Linked DNA regions of Sus scrofa: region 2 is linked to region 1. The links are chromatin contacts, called in public HiChIP or PLAC-seq maps. All regions are on one chromosome and are shown on one strand. Each heading gives the region's core, a stretch centred on a gene start, on an enhancer-like site or on the middle of the called end of the contact. The rest is flanking DNA. Distances are from core to core; before and after follow the strand shown. Region 1 overlaps HIVEP2 (transcription factor HIVEP2). Region 2 has its middle 240 kb from the start of HIVEP2.

Region 1 (6,586 bases), core at 2,690-5,189:
CAGGTACAGCCATAAAAAGAAAAAAAAAAAGTTATTTTTCTTATTAAATATCCAAAATTACTTTAAAATGACAAGGCAAATCCCTATGATAATGGATGTGTAAAACATATAAAATCTAAATTATTTAAGCAAAGCTGAAGCATGTAAATATATTTTCTAGAAATGTCATTGTCTTCTTAAATGTTTTAATTGAAGTAAATCTATATACAGGTTTAGGATTCAGCGTTCTTTTAGTTGCTAATGTAAAGAATTAGTATCATGCCTTATGCACTTTACATCCTCACAAAGTTAAGTGTAAGAATTGTTTATGTGCAATATGTTCCTGAGGTACCATTTGCATTTTTTTCCAAATACTGCACAAATTTACTAATAATTCTATAATCACTGTTTGGAACACTAAGAGAAGCAAGAAGAGGGGTGCTTGGCATTACTCTACTTTGCTAAATAAGAATCTGTTGTTTTCATGCCACTCTAGAGAAATGACTGACCAGATACTCTTGTCTTAAGCATTAATGCTGCTTACATCTCCTCTGCTTTTGAAATGATGCCAAACTCTACACTCTGCAGTGTCACAACCCACAAGCCTTCAGGGCACTTGAAGTCAGTCACTTTTAGATTAGAGCAAAGAGACTGGGCACAAGATGTGGAAAAGCATTTCCTGGGGTCTAAACAGCTATGTAATCAAGAGCTGGGACATTTAGGGCTACAACTAGATGCCAGTGACAAGGGTGTCCATGTATCTGTCGATACATTTCTTTTGTGTATTTGAGGTATATGGGCTTTGCAAAGCATGGGACCCAAGGCAGGAACCCCTCCTGCCTGGAAGTCCGGGCTCTGCTGCTGTAGCTTACTCCTGAGGGGCACCATCTGCAGAGGCAGCAGAACAGTTCCTTCCTGAGGACACTAGGGGGAGCTGGCACAGGAAGGAAGAAACGGCAGATGGTGTTGTGACTGGCTGTCAGACTCCCTGTGGGCTCTTGTAAGTCCCCCTTGTTGGCATCCTAGAAATACTCGGTTGGGACTTTTCAAGGGGACTGGGGGTCTTGTATGAGCAGGTGGGGCTGGAACAGGAGCTGTGGTTAATTGGCGTTGATGCCACTTCATCTCTATATGCCTGTAGGCTGAGAGGGTCTGGGAGTGTTTGGGTAGCTCATTTCCAAGTCAATAAATACTCCCTTCACTTCCATGGGGATGAGGAGAGACACTTCTATCCCATAAATCTGTTTTTCTCCCACACATGGGAAAGGATAGGATTGATCCATTTCCTTTTGTGAATATTCTCTGTGGAGGAAGCTAGGGAAGCAATTTAGTCATTGATCCTAGATCATTGGAATTATAAAGGGAATTATTATTCACCTAAATTGAGGATCTTAACCACAAATGAATAGAATTCAGAGGGTCTGAGTATTTGGTTAAAAAAAATTAAAACTTTATTTTCATGAACATCTCAGCACACCCTCCATTATTGTAGGCAACAGATAACAGTAATTTTAGCAATGTCTGTGACTTTGTCACCAGTAGAAATCCCAGGTATTTTCATGTCATATAACTGTTGTGAATACTATCCCAAAGTATCTTTGTAATTATGATTACTCAACATTATGGTGGCTATTCTCCTTTGCTATATCTTGTTTCTACTTTTTAATAGAGTCGCATACATTCCTGTCAACAAATTTGTTTTAAAAATTTTTTTGAGGTGACTATTTCATTATAATTGGTATCCTTTATAACACTATGTGTTTGAGCTTAAAACATTATGCTAAGAAGGGATCCCCTGGCTTCATCAAACTCTCAAAGGGGTTCATGGTGACCGGAGGGTTGAGAAGTTCTGATCTAATTAAAATCTCCCATTTTACTGCAGAAAGTCAAGGCCTTGAAGAGGGTAGTGAGTTGCTTAAGGTCATCCAGCAGAACAGGGGTTAAAAGTGGTGTCCTTCCTGTTCTGTGTGGCTTCTTGGCACCTCAGTCCTGGTCTTGGTGTCAGGGGAATGAGGTCCTTTGTCTAACTCAGCAAACCCTTTTATGATGATGGAGGCCAAGTCAGCTTCCTTCTTTGTCCTTCCCTGGCCTGCGGTGCCCTTCCTCTCACCTCTCACCTCCAGGCCCACTGGTGGGGGTGGTGAGGTCTGGTCATCTCTACAGTGCTTGTCCCTGGGTCCCACATCATCACAAAGCGTGGGTCCTAAGTCACCTGAGGTGGCAACAGAAAGAGTAAAACATTGAATCCTGGTTGCTTGACCCCATTTAGTGGTGGTATTTCAGGCAATGTCGGTATCCCCATCCTAGCAGAGGAAATCTTTTCATCCCACCCGGTTGGCTTTCTTCTCCCACCCCCACGGGCTTTTTTAAGTTAATTAAGGAACTCCTGTTACATGGTTTCCTCCGTTTTAGACTAATGTCAGGCCGAAATGTCAACAGAGAAATAGAGTACTAATGTTTATACTGCACTTCTTAGTGCCATTTCTAAGCACCTTCTCTTACCAGTTCTAACAATATTATCATTACCCCTGTTTCACAGGCGAGAAATCTAAGGCACAGATAACTGAGGTTATTTATATGTCTATGTAGTGTCAGAGATGGGGTTCGAAAGAGGTGTCCTGGCTCTGGCGTCCGTGAGCTGGACCACTGTGCCACATGGCCAGTTACTATTTCAGTGTCTTACACTATTGTCCAGTCTCTGTTTTTCTTTGGTTTGGGATTGGACTAGGAACCTGCATATCTAGGATGAAGGGAGCCTTTGAATTATTTTAGTGCAATACTAGAGGAACTCTTTCCAGTCTCAGAGCTGTCTCTGAAAGGTACTGTGTCATTTGGTTCAAAATCTGTGCAGCTTTAATCTCCTGCTTCTATGTATTCAGGCAATCTGGTGAAGGAAAAACACATTCATACCCCCAAAAGTTTAGTAGTGCTGCAAAATACTTGATTTGGATTGACTCTGTCTCCAATTCAGGGACATTGACAGTGCTTTGATCTTTGCTGTTGAAGTCATCTCATCAGCAACACTGGCAAATACATCTTTGAAAATTTAAAATTCAGAAAATTATATCTGAATTCCTGTGTTTTGAAAAAAAAATGCTAGTATTTCTCTTCTTGAACACTAGTTGATGTTTTGGCAACTAGTTAAACGTCTGCAAATCCAAGGGCTGGCTGAGAAGCTAAGCTTGCTGTAACCAGTTATCCCCAGATGGCCAGACTCTGTTGCATACCACTTTATAGATGCTCACTGGTTACATACTTGGGGTTATGAGGTGTACTGTTCCACTGGTTTTGCCAGCCATGCACAACACATTATTTGATAGGTTGAGACAGATGGTGTAGCTCAAGCTAAAATGAGGGAGAAAAGAAAGTGAAAAAATAGAAAAAGGGCACTTGATTTTCTAACTCACATTTCGGAAGTGAATTTTAGCTTCTATGATTGACTAATAAATGCAGTGTTGCCCTAAGACTTGAATTCATTAGCGTCTGTTTAAACAGATATAAGTGAGTAATCGGCAGGAAGCAATCTTTTCCCTCATGGATGCTGTGCCAGATTTTATGGGGTCTCCTCCAGATTTGAAAATGTTGGGCCACTGGAAGTGTCAAAAATAGATCTGGGTTTTTCAGACGAAGACATACCACCATCAGTACCAATCAAAACAGAAAAATCCCAAATTTTATTTTTAAACTGGAAAAAAAAATATGTATATATAGCCTGGTGAAGCAGTGGTGATAAGGACAATTAATCAGTTTTCATGCAGCTGCTTCCTGACATTTCTGCAAATTGTTGTGGAAAAATTAATGAAGGTTAGATCAGTAATGGTTTCAAGCTTGGCCAGTGGAAAGTATGACAGTGTTTCCATCAGCAATTAAGCTGGGCTGCTTTCTTTTTTCTATAGGGGAAGTGGTATGATGTGTGTTCTCCACAGGAAATGGAAAGGGCAGTTGAGCTGTGTGAGCACAGGTATGGGAGGAGCGCGCTGGGGCTGCTCCAGCAGGCTGGCCCGGACGGGCACCATGGCCCATGTGCATCTTTTGCAAAAAGGATTTCTCTCTACCACCCGGAGACATCATCCCTTAAAAAAGAGAGTGAGAATTGCGAGACTTTCTTGCGCTGCCGTTTCAGAAACACACAGAGGCTCTGAATCTAAACTTTGGGAACCAGAAAGTGGAACTTATGACAAACAGAAAGTGAAACTCACCTATCTAATTTTATTTTTCAAGCCAAAGGTAGTTCAGTACAGGCCCAGTTCACATCCTGTGTAACCCTATGGGATTTTCCCCAGTATTAGTTAAAAATTTTCCCATAGGGTCACACAGGATGTGAATTAAAGTAAACACTTAACAAGCATGATGAAAAGGAAATTAGCTTTCTAAATGATCCTTTCACTGTTAACATCCTGAGTACTTATTAGAAACATGGGAAAGGGTCACTTCACTGTGTCATTATCAAGTTGGTACATTATGAGTATATTAACACTCCTTCCTACTTCATATGAAATGTAGTTCTTCACATATGAAACTAGATTTTACCTATTTGGTGAGCTCTTAGGAAAATGTCAAAAAGCCCGGCAAAACACTCTGTAAATCAATAATTCTTAGCCTTTTGTGGGGAAGGGTTCACAGACCTCTTTAGGACTCGGATAGAAATTTTTGACCCTTTCTCCCAGAAAAAAAAAAACAAACGCATTTTACATGCAGTTTTTAAAGGTTCACAGATCTCTTAAGTGACCTTGGACCTTAGGCATTTTTTCTTGGACTAGGTTTTTAAAGCTTTTGATGGACAGATAGGACATTAGAATGAAAATATTAATTCAGTTTAAGTAAAGATGTTATAAGAGGCCTTTTTTAAAGAAACTTTAGCAATAATAATTCTTTCCCTTTTCCACCTGGAAAATACTTCCTTGTCAATGGAAGGGAGCTTGTACAGTGGACAGAACATACAAAGCTGGCATTGAAGCTGGCTCTGTGACATTTTAGCAAGTGACTTTTGGGGCCCTGCCTCAATTTCATCACTTTAAAATGCTGGCAGGGGATAAGATGTCGCTTGTGTGTCTGGCAAATCATCCATGCTCTATATATCTCCCTTTCATTCTCTTCTTTCCTTCCTTCTTTGAGATGTAGCTTCAATGTCACTTTCTTACGCATCTTTTGGCAATTTCTCTTTGCAGGTTTTTTTGTTTTTTGTTTTTTTCACTTTCCCTGCAGTGTTCCTCTACTGCTTTGCAAATTCCTTTACTCTTAAAGTTGTGTTGTCATGCATTGGTTACTAAAGGTGTGCGTTCGGAGGCTCTTGTATCGTATCAGTGATGTTTTATTTCCCTTGGTGCGTGCTGTACCCAGCATAGTGTTTAAGACGCATAAGCATTTCCTGTTTGTTAAATTAATAGTGATAGTATCATGCTTATTAGAAACCAAATAATTTGGACTTGGGCTTGTAATTGTAATTTTATCGTGTTTATGTGACCACTCATCATCTCAGAAGAGCAATGCATATAGCTGCAGTAAAATTTAGTGAGAGAACACAGCCTCAAACTGAAAGTATGTATTTGGCTACATCCGGAGTATATTCTAAATCAGAGCCACAGTATTTTGGCTAGAGATTTCAGTCAGGTTAGTCACCAAGGAATTGGGGAAAATAAGTGCTGTTACATTACTAAAATGTTATGTATCTATACATTATCTGACTCTCAGAAGAAAATGTGGGCTCCCAAAGCCTTGGTGTATATTTTATTATTTAGAATCTGAGGTTGAACCATAGCTTGAAGGAGATATTGATCTGCCTTTCTTTGAATTAATTCCTGACATGCCCTTGCTAATGTTTTTCAATTTAAGTTGAACAAAAATGTGGCCCGTCTTTAAGGAGCTATCATTCTTTAACTCCCATTTCTCCATTTCTCCGTGTGTGTGTGTGTGTGTGTGTGTGTGTGTGTGTGTGTGCGCGCGTGTATCCTGCAGCTGTTACAAATATTTTTAAAAGCAACCGAAATTTTTAAAAAGTACATCAAACCACATTGTCTTAAGACTTGAATAACTCAGCAGTGGCAGTCAGCTCTGTTCTTTCTATATGTGATTAATGGTTTCCAAGCAGTAAATTCTGATTTAGAGCCTTGAGCATAAAGAATGACTTTATGGGCCCTGGGAGGATTGGAAGAGAGAGATGTCTAGTTGGCTGCAGGAGGTCTTGGAGCAAACTAGTGTGAGGACACAGCTCTGAGTAAGGTTGGAGAAAGCGGAGAGAGTGCAGAGAGGAGAAAGAAAAATGTGGAAAGTAGGGCATGGTATCTGGTGGTCTGGGGAAGGTTTTTGCCATCAAGAAAGAAGCTGTTAGTCTTAATATTCAGAGTACTAGAAAATGGTGAGGAGAACACTGGCTGAAGCAATTGGCGAATCGGACCAGTGGAAGTTGCTGCAGAAATGCAACTGAGGATCCAGAGAGGTGCTGATGGTGTTGGGTGGTGAGGAGGTTGTCAGTTGGGACAGAAGATGAACAGAGGCTCGTGCCTGTGAGATATGAAGAATTCAATTTAGGAAATATGGGGAAGGAAAAATACATGTTGGAAATGGGCTGAATTGGGGGCAAAGACCCAGTACAGTTGAAGGCTTTGCT
Region 2 (7,072 bases), core at 4,475-6,974, 120 kb after region 1:
AAATCCCAATACTGTCACTTACTAATAGTATGATGTTGAGCAACCACTCCAAACCTCAACTTCCTCAACCCCAAAATGGGAAAAACACGAGGTCAGTCTTACAGAGTTGTCGGGATTAAATGAGATGATATATTTAAAATGCCTAGCTCTTCACACTCAAAACATGTTGGCCACTATTTTTTGGTGTGTTATTTGGTAGGCAAATATTTTACAAATTTGCTTTCATTAGGATGCTCTCAATATATGAACATCTTGTGGTGAATGGGTTTGTCAGACCAATTATCACCTGTCAGGACTCTGATAATAAATAGCATAATAGGGAACCTTGCTGATGGGCAAGAGGATGGAGAGATTGATCCTGAGTATGGGATACCAATCAGGAGTGCCCCAAGATGGGCTCTGGGGATCCTGGGGGCAGCCCTGTGAGGCACTGATTACTCTGGGGTGCAGAACACCATCCGTTTTGCTCTCTCGCCTAGTCTAAGTATATAATCATGCAACAGAGACCGCTGTCTATACTTAGCAATAAAACAAATTTCTGGTTTCCAAGGTGTTGAATCTAATTAGGTTTGCTTCTGAAATAAAAAAGAATCCGAGTCGAGGACTTCCATCACATAGCTCTATGACCTCTGGCACTCCTCATCTCTAAGATGAAAGTCCAGGGCAAAAAGATTCTTAATATCCCTTTTGTGGCTCACATGCCCTCACTCTCAAGTGAGGGCCAATATTATGTGTCTATTTTTATAGGAATTTGCTTTGCCTGGGGAGAGCAAAACCATATGCCAAAAACACTGTGTAAGTCAGGTCAATTAAGAAGGGTTGCTCCTTCAGCCCTGGGTTTGCTTCAGCAAATCTTCAGAGCTGGCTCTTTATTTATAACTCTGTAGAGGACCAAAACAAGCCTACATCTGACTAGGGCGTGGGGAAGCAAAACAGTTCAGATGCATTCCTAAATCATGAATTCTTCTCATTGACGTACATGCCATCACAGACGGTGCAGCTGTGTGGCATAGATTTTTAGGGCTTGATTACAAACAACCTCTGACAGACATCCCTGGGAGAAGGAGGAGGAAGTTGTCCCTGCGATGCAGCTGATCCTCTTCCTCTGCAGAACTCAGGCTGTGATTTTAAGGGCAAATACCAGCACCGGTCCCGGCACATAAGGAACAAATATAGGTTGCTTAGGGATGGCTTGAAAGTGAGGAATATTCACCCTCAACTGACACATATTTTGGCTTCAGTAATTTGTTCTTGAAGGCAATCCTGAACATTCCTCATTTCTACATGCCAAGACATGCTGGAGCTCCTGCTGTGGCACAATGGAATCAGCAGCGTCTTGGGATCCCTGGGTCATGGGTCCATCCTTAGCCCAGCACAGTGGGTTAATGATCCAGCATTGCTGTGGCTGTGGTTTAGGTTGCAACTACAGCTTGAGCTCGGATCTGACTCCTGGACTGGGAACTCCATGTGCCACGGGGTGGCCAAAGATTAAAAAGGAAAGAAAAGAAACAAATGCCAAGACTTAGAGCCAGACCTTCAGTAGCATCCTCGGCATCATTAAACCCTGTTTATTTGGATGCTTGATATCAGACTGCCCCCCCACCCCTCGCCACTTGGTGCTCCAATGCAGTCAGACTCTGGTCTTTCACTTCTGGAACCCTAAACAAGAGGCTCTACTCTACTTGGGTCATCCACTAACAGGCCTTATAATTCACTCTCCTATCTCCCCACAACCCACTCCAAATTTCAGTTGTAAATTTCTTTATACCCCCAGGACCAGGATACATGATTTTCTTAGATGGACCTAGAAAAACCTATTCTTAACACCTTTTGAAATACTTTTGTGGGTTAACTTCTTCCTTTGTAGAATAAGCTCCTTGAGGAAAAGAACTGAAGCTGATTCTAGTTGTATCCTTAGCACCTAGTATAGAGTTCAATACACATTAAAGACAAAATATATTTGTATAATGACTGAGTGACTATATCTTATCTCTGATACCAAACATTAAAACACATGGAGATGTTCAAGCAATGGCTTAGCCCAGGGCGATACCTGCCATTATATCCTTGCCCAGAAGACAATACTACCATCTTCCTCAATTCTCTCACACACACACACACACACACACACACACACACACACACACACACACAAAACCTCAATGTAGTTATGACTCATTGCTCTGCTTTGTATACATACTTCATGCAGCTGGTTTTTTTTCCCCTTTTAATGTCTTGCATATTATGTGAAGACAAACACATATTTAGAAATTCTGTAACATTCATTTAGACCCTTTCCTCAAGTGGAAATGTGAGACTAAATGATAAAGTTGCAGTTAGTCTGATAACAAAGACATTTATCCATGTAGTGGGTGGTTAGTTGTTGGTTTTTTATATTAGGGTAACGAAATGATTTATATTCCAAAGTGGGACTACTTAGAGAGTGAAAGAGGGCACTATTAATAATTGCACAGGTCGACAGGGGTAAGCTTGGACTCTACGGGGCACAGTGGGACATATGGTCACCCTATTTATAGATGAAGATGCTGCTGAACTAGCATCAACAAAGCATGCCCCTGGGACTGTCCTTCCCTAACTGTGATGTGTACATGCTGAGCCAGTTACATCTGCTTACCAGTATATCCTTGTAACTGATAGGCTAGATGTGGGCAGGGTTGATTTGTGTCTGGGTTTTGATTTATAAAGGTGACTGAGTGATGACATAGAGAAGCTGATGCTATTGAAAGATTTTTCTTACTTGTAGTCATTTACAGGGAGGGGCTGACAGTTTCCCAGGGGGGCCATGGCATATCATCCAGGGCCACATGGGGAAGCACAGGGTTTGCTCAGAGGGCAGACACAAGATACAGGGGAAGGCATGGCCAGAGACTTTATCATGCTTTCTGAGGGGGAGGAAAGGCAGGGCAGGGAAGGGCAGGGGAACTGGTTAGGACTGGCTAGTTTGAATGGTGTCGATGGGCTCTGGGCTATATGGGTGGGCTCTCTCGTTGTCTGGTCCATGGCTCTGGGTGATTTAGGGCAGGGGAAATATTGGCTTGGTGTGTCAGTTAAAAGAGGGGGTTGGCTGTTTGGATCCGGAATTGATTAGAGTATTTGTGATGTAACATTTTGTGCCCTTACAAAATTTGTACCACAAGGGAGATGGAAATAGCTTGGGCCGTTGGTTCGGCCCAGTGATTAACGAATGCCACATAATAGATGAATCATTCCCTCTGAGAAACTCACTGCTTCAGTGGAGGCTGAAACCTCAAACTTCATACAACTAGCTTGAAGTGCTAATCCACACAATGAGTTGGCTCCTTCTCAGCTGAGGAACGATGGCCCCTCCAGGGCTTGGGAACACAGACAATAGGGCAGCACTGAGGGGAGGTGAAAATACATCTTTGAAACCAATGGTTCCAAGAAGACTCCTGTCCAGGTTTTGCAAGAAGATGTAAAAATTAAACACGTTTTACTTCATTTCAAGGAAAATGTTAGCAGATTGGCTTTATTTTAGGAATGGTGTGAATGTAAAGTTCTTTTTTTTTTTTTTTTTTTTGTGTGTGTGTGTGTGTGTGTGTGTGTGTCAGGGAGGAGCTTAGATGTGAACAGGTGACCCAAATTCAGTGCTGTCACTGGGGCGGTGAGGAAATGGGAGTCTGTCCAGTGAAGCCAAGAAGCTGTAACTCCACGAGTTCCTGGGTGACCCCAACCAAAAGGCTGCAGGGATGTTCACATGTGTCCTTTACAGCTGAGGACACCAAGAGATTGAGGGAGTGTCCTAAGTACTTCAGCTTTTAAGATGCAGAACTGATAATAGAATGCAGGTTTGTCCAACTTCCCCAGACTCAGCTGGGAGCTGCCCTGTAAGGGAAAACCGAGATCCTTTTTGCACAAAGCCTGCTTTCTCCTGGTTTAAACCAGGGTTTAAAACCTGTGACAAGTTTCCTAGGAATGGGTGGCCCCTCCTTAGGCTCCAGCAGGCAGCAGGCTTTCGCCTGCCTCCTAGCATGATGCCATTTATGGGTTTGGGCAAAATAACAGAATTGCAAAGCTTCAGACTCCCAGACTTCTTTTTTTTTTTTTTTCCTTTTTCCTCCACACTAAGCTTCCTGTTTCTATGGCAATGACTAGGATGTTTTGCACCAAGAAACACTTTAAATGCCACCGGGGGAAGGTAAGAACCCCACGTAGCTCTCTACAGAGCAGAAAGGTGAAATAAGATGCTAAGAAGAACTGAGGAAGTGGAAAAGCTGGAATAGGGGTGGAAGTGAGGGGGAGGTAAAGAAGCATGTGCTGGGAAGGAAACATAAAACCTAGGCAGCAACACAGCAGGCAAGAACTGGGACCCTCAGAGCGGCAGCCATTGGTCCAGGAGTAGCTGTGAACACTCAGAAATCCACGTGGACTTCATAAGAGCCAAAGGGTGGGGGTGTCAGGTAGACTTCCCCTGGAAGCGGAGTGGGGGCAGGGATTAAGGAGGCATCTCTAGACACACTCACTATACCAGACCAGCTGGAAGGTGGCTTCTTGTGTAACCTGTAAGGTAGGGAGATTCAAATAGCCTACCCTGGGCATGCTCACTGTGCACATGCTCGCTGGCAGAAGGCCACTGGAATCAAGCTAGCTCCTCTACTTAAGAGGGGAGATGAGAACCAAGATTTCCCATCAATCACTGATGCCCTGGGATAGACTCTGGAAGGCTCTGCAGTCTCCCTTTCCTTCACTGCCTTCTCTCATTGGTTGTTTGCATGGCATGGTCCACTCAGGCTTACAAGAAGGAGGATTTATAACAATGTAAAATACACAGGGTACAAAAGAACACCTGGAAAATTAAAGCGGCAATGAGGAAAAGTTTCTTTCCCTCTTCCTCTTGTTCGACTTTCCCCAACTGATACACAAAAGCATATGATGAAATCAGCATTCAGAAAAGAAACACCTTAGAACAATTTATATGTTCTCCTGGTAGAGCTAAAGGGGCATATCAAGTAGTTCTCACTTACGGTTTTACGAATTACTCCACTAGAGCCAAGCCAAATCCAATCAAACTCCATCTAGCTTGAAGTTCCTATTATATAAGGTTTTAAGGGCTATAAGCTGGAATTAAAGGCACAGTAACAGAAAGAGCCAATCAGAGGGAAGCCTCAAAATAGCCTGGTCCCTGTGGAAGGCCAAGGCAGATGTATTTGTCCAGCTGCTTGATGGAGAAGGCCCTGAGGCCTCTCACTCACTCACCAGAGGCCCGTAAAAGGCTCACCTACAGCTGCTTATGAAATTGGTTCCTTGTAAATGAAAGTCGACCGGGAGTCATATGGGCCAATGGCAGCTGGACAGGGAGGTCCCAGGTGCCAAAGGGAGCAGGAAGTGGCCAGGGGCCAGGGTAAACAACCGGGGGCAGAAGCTGAGGTGAGTATCTGTCCCAGGATAGCTCAGCGAGGTCCTGCTTTCCAAGGGTTTGGCCAGGGCCACCTGGTTTATTTTCAGTTAATCTGGGTATGCCCTCCTTGACTCCCTGAGCCTCACATTTGCATGTCTACTTTAAGAGACCCTAACAAGTACACATAATAAAATGTTAATTTATGCCTTCTGCTAGGGTTGGAATTGAGTGTGGCTTGATTCAACTGCAAAACAGAACAAATCTGGAAATTCTGGCAGGCAGAAGAGGAGGGCGGAGGGAGCACACGCTCCTCTGAGCTGTGGGAGGGAGGCTGAGAGAGACTGGAAACTTCCTGGCGTCAAGTTCCCTTCAGACCCCAGAAAGGACTGTCTACCGCAGTTGAACCCAGGTTCCTCCGCACAGCTGAGCGATGGCTTTTCTGTCCCCATAGCCCTGAGCCCTGACATTGCAATAGTGACAGCCCTGGGCACATAGTAAATATCAGGGAAATTGATTAATAATCCTGGGAATGTTCTGAAGTTGAAGCCTTCCTCTCATGTTTTGGAAATGGTCAGGTCTCTGCTTAGCTCTCTAAGAACTCCACACCCATCTCCACATTAAAGGAGAAAGCCAGCATACATACGATGGCCTGGGTTATTCTAAAAAGCCATCCCCGTGGGTCCCTGAATTCGGACCCTGGACCAGTGTGTATTGCCTCATGCAGTCTTCTGTGAACACCTCTTTCCATTCAGCTTTGCCAAGACCACCCCATCCTAGTGCCATTCCTGAGGCCGATACCCCTATGTGTCTGAAACTGGCCCTGCTGCTAGGGATAAGAAATCCCTTATATTTAATCCCTTCTTTCCCATCCTTATTAACAGCAAACTGATATTATTGCAGGATTAAAACACACCCATGGAATTCTGGACAGTCATGGTAAACACCTTTGGGAGGCCAGGACACTGTGGCGTCTGTACAACGGGAAGCTCAAGTAACTCCTCACCAGGAACCCCCAACCTCCATCAGAGATTGCGTCAGAGCTCCAAGCTGGACAATTATATTCTTTCTCTTAGGAATTTGGAATTAAGGGAAGCTAGTCAACATCTAAACTGGGCTCAGCCATGCATTTTGGAGCAGTGGTGGTCATCTGCAAGGAGAACTGGAACAAGTTAGTTTTGAGGGGAAAAGAAAACACAAATATGCAGAGTAAAACAGAGTCAAAAGAGGGCTGCTTACACTTCTTTCCAGCGGGTTCTGAAGATGACTTGGCATCTTTATAATAAATATCTGTATGTAGATTAGCCTAATTGCTTTCTGATACATGTAACCAAAAAGACTTTTAAAAAAGGACACTGGGAGTTCCCGTTGAGGCTCAGTGGCTTAAGAATCCAACTAGAATCCATGCCGATGAGGGTTTGATCCCTGGCCTTGTTCAGTGGGTTAAGGATCTGGTGCTGCCACAAGCTGTTGTGTAGGTCTCAGATGTGGCTGGGATCTGACGTTGCTGTGGCTGTGACATAGGCCGGCAGCTGCAGCTCTGATTTGACTCCTAGTCAGGGAACATCCATGTGCGGCAGGTGTGGCCCTACAAAGGCAAAAAAATAAAAAATAGAATTTAAAAGAAACTAGCAAGTTTCACCATAGACATCTGTGTCTTCGATCTGCTCTGCATTCCTAACCTAACCCTTTTTCATT

What was found. HiChIP or PLAC-seq counts read pairs in DNA pulled down with a chosen protein or histone mark.
Region 2: an H3K27ac HiChIP or PLAC-seq map of skeletal muscle shows a contact between it and region 1. The contact joins two enhancer-like sites. A contact is called at or near these places in 7 of 47 Hi-C or Micro-C datasets (blood, embryonic fibroblasts, fibroblasts and 1 more) and 2 of 2 datasets of contacts at active chromatin or transcription factors (alveolar macrophages and skeletal muscle).

What each region holds. Positions count from the first base shown.
Region 1 is chr1:22,365,627-22,372,212 of Sscrofa11.1, forward strand. All of the region lies in intron 2 of HIVEP2 (transcription factor HIVEP2), which reads left to right. Among named protein-coding and RNA genes, the nearest start is that of HIVEP2, 130 kb to the left of the region's middle. Within about 2 kb of position 3,940, at least 37 of the 83 cell types and tissues checked have an H3K27ac peak or open chromatin away from gene starts, as enhancers often do. A contact at or near this core is called in skeletal muscle, where this site is marked.
Region 2 is chr1:22,479,112-22,486,183 of Sscrofa11.1, forward strand. No RefSeq gene overlaps it. Among named protein-coding and RNA genes, the nearest start is that of HIVEP2, 240 kb to the left of the region's middle. Within about 2 kb of position 5,725, at least 21 of the 83 cell types and tissues checked have an H3K27ac peak or open chromatin away from gene starts, as enhancers often do. A contact at or near this core is called in skeletal muscle, where this site is marked.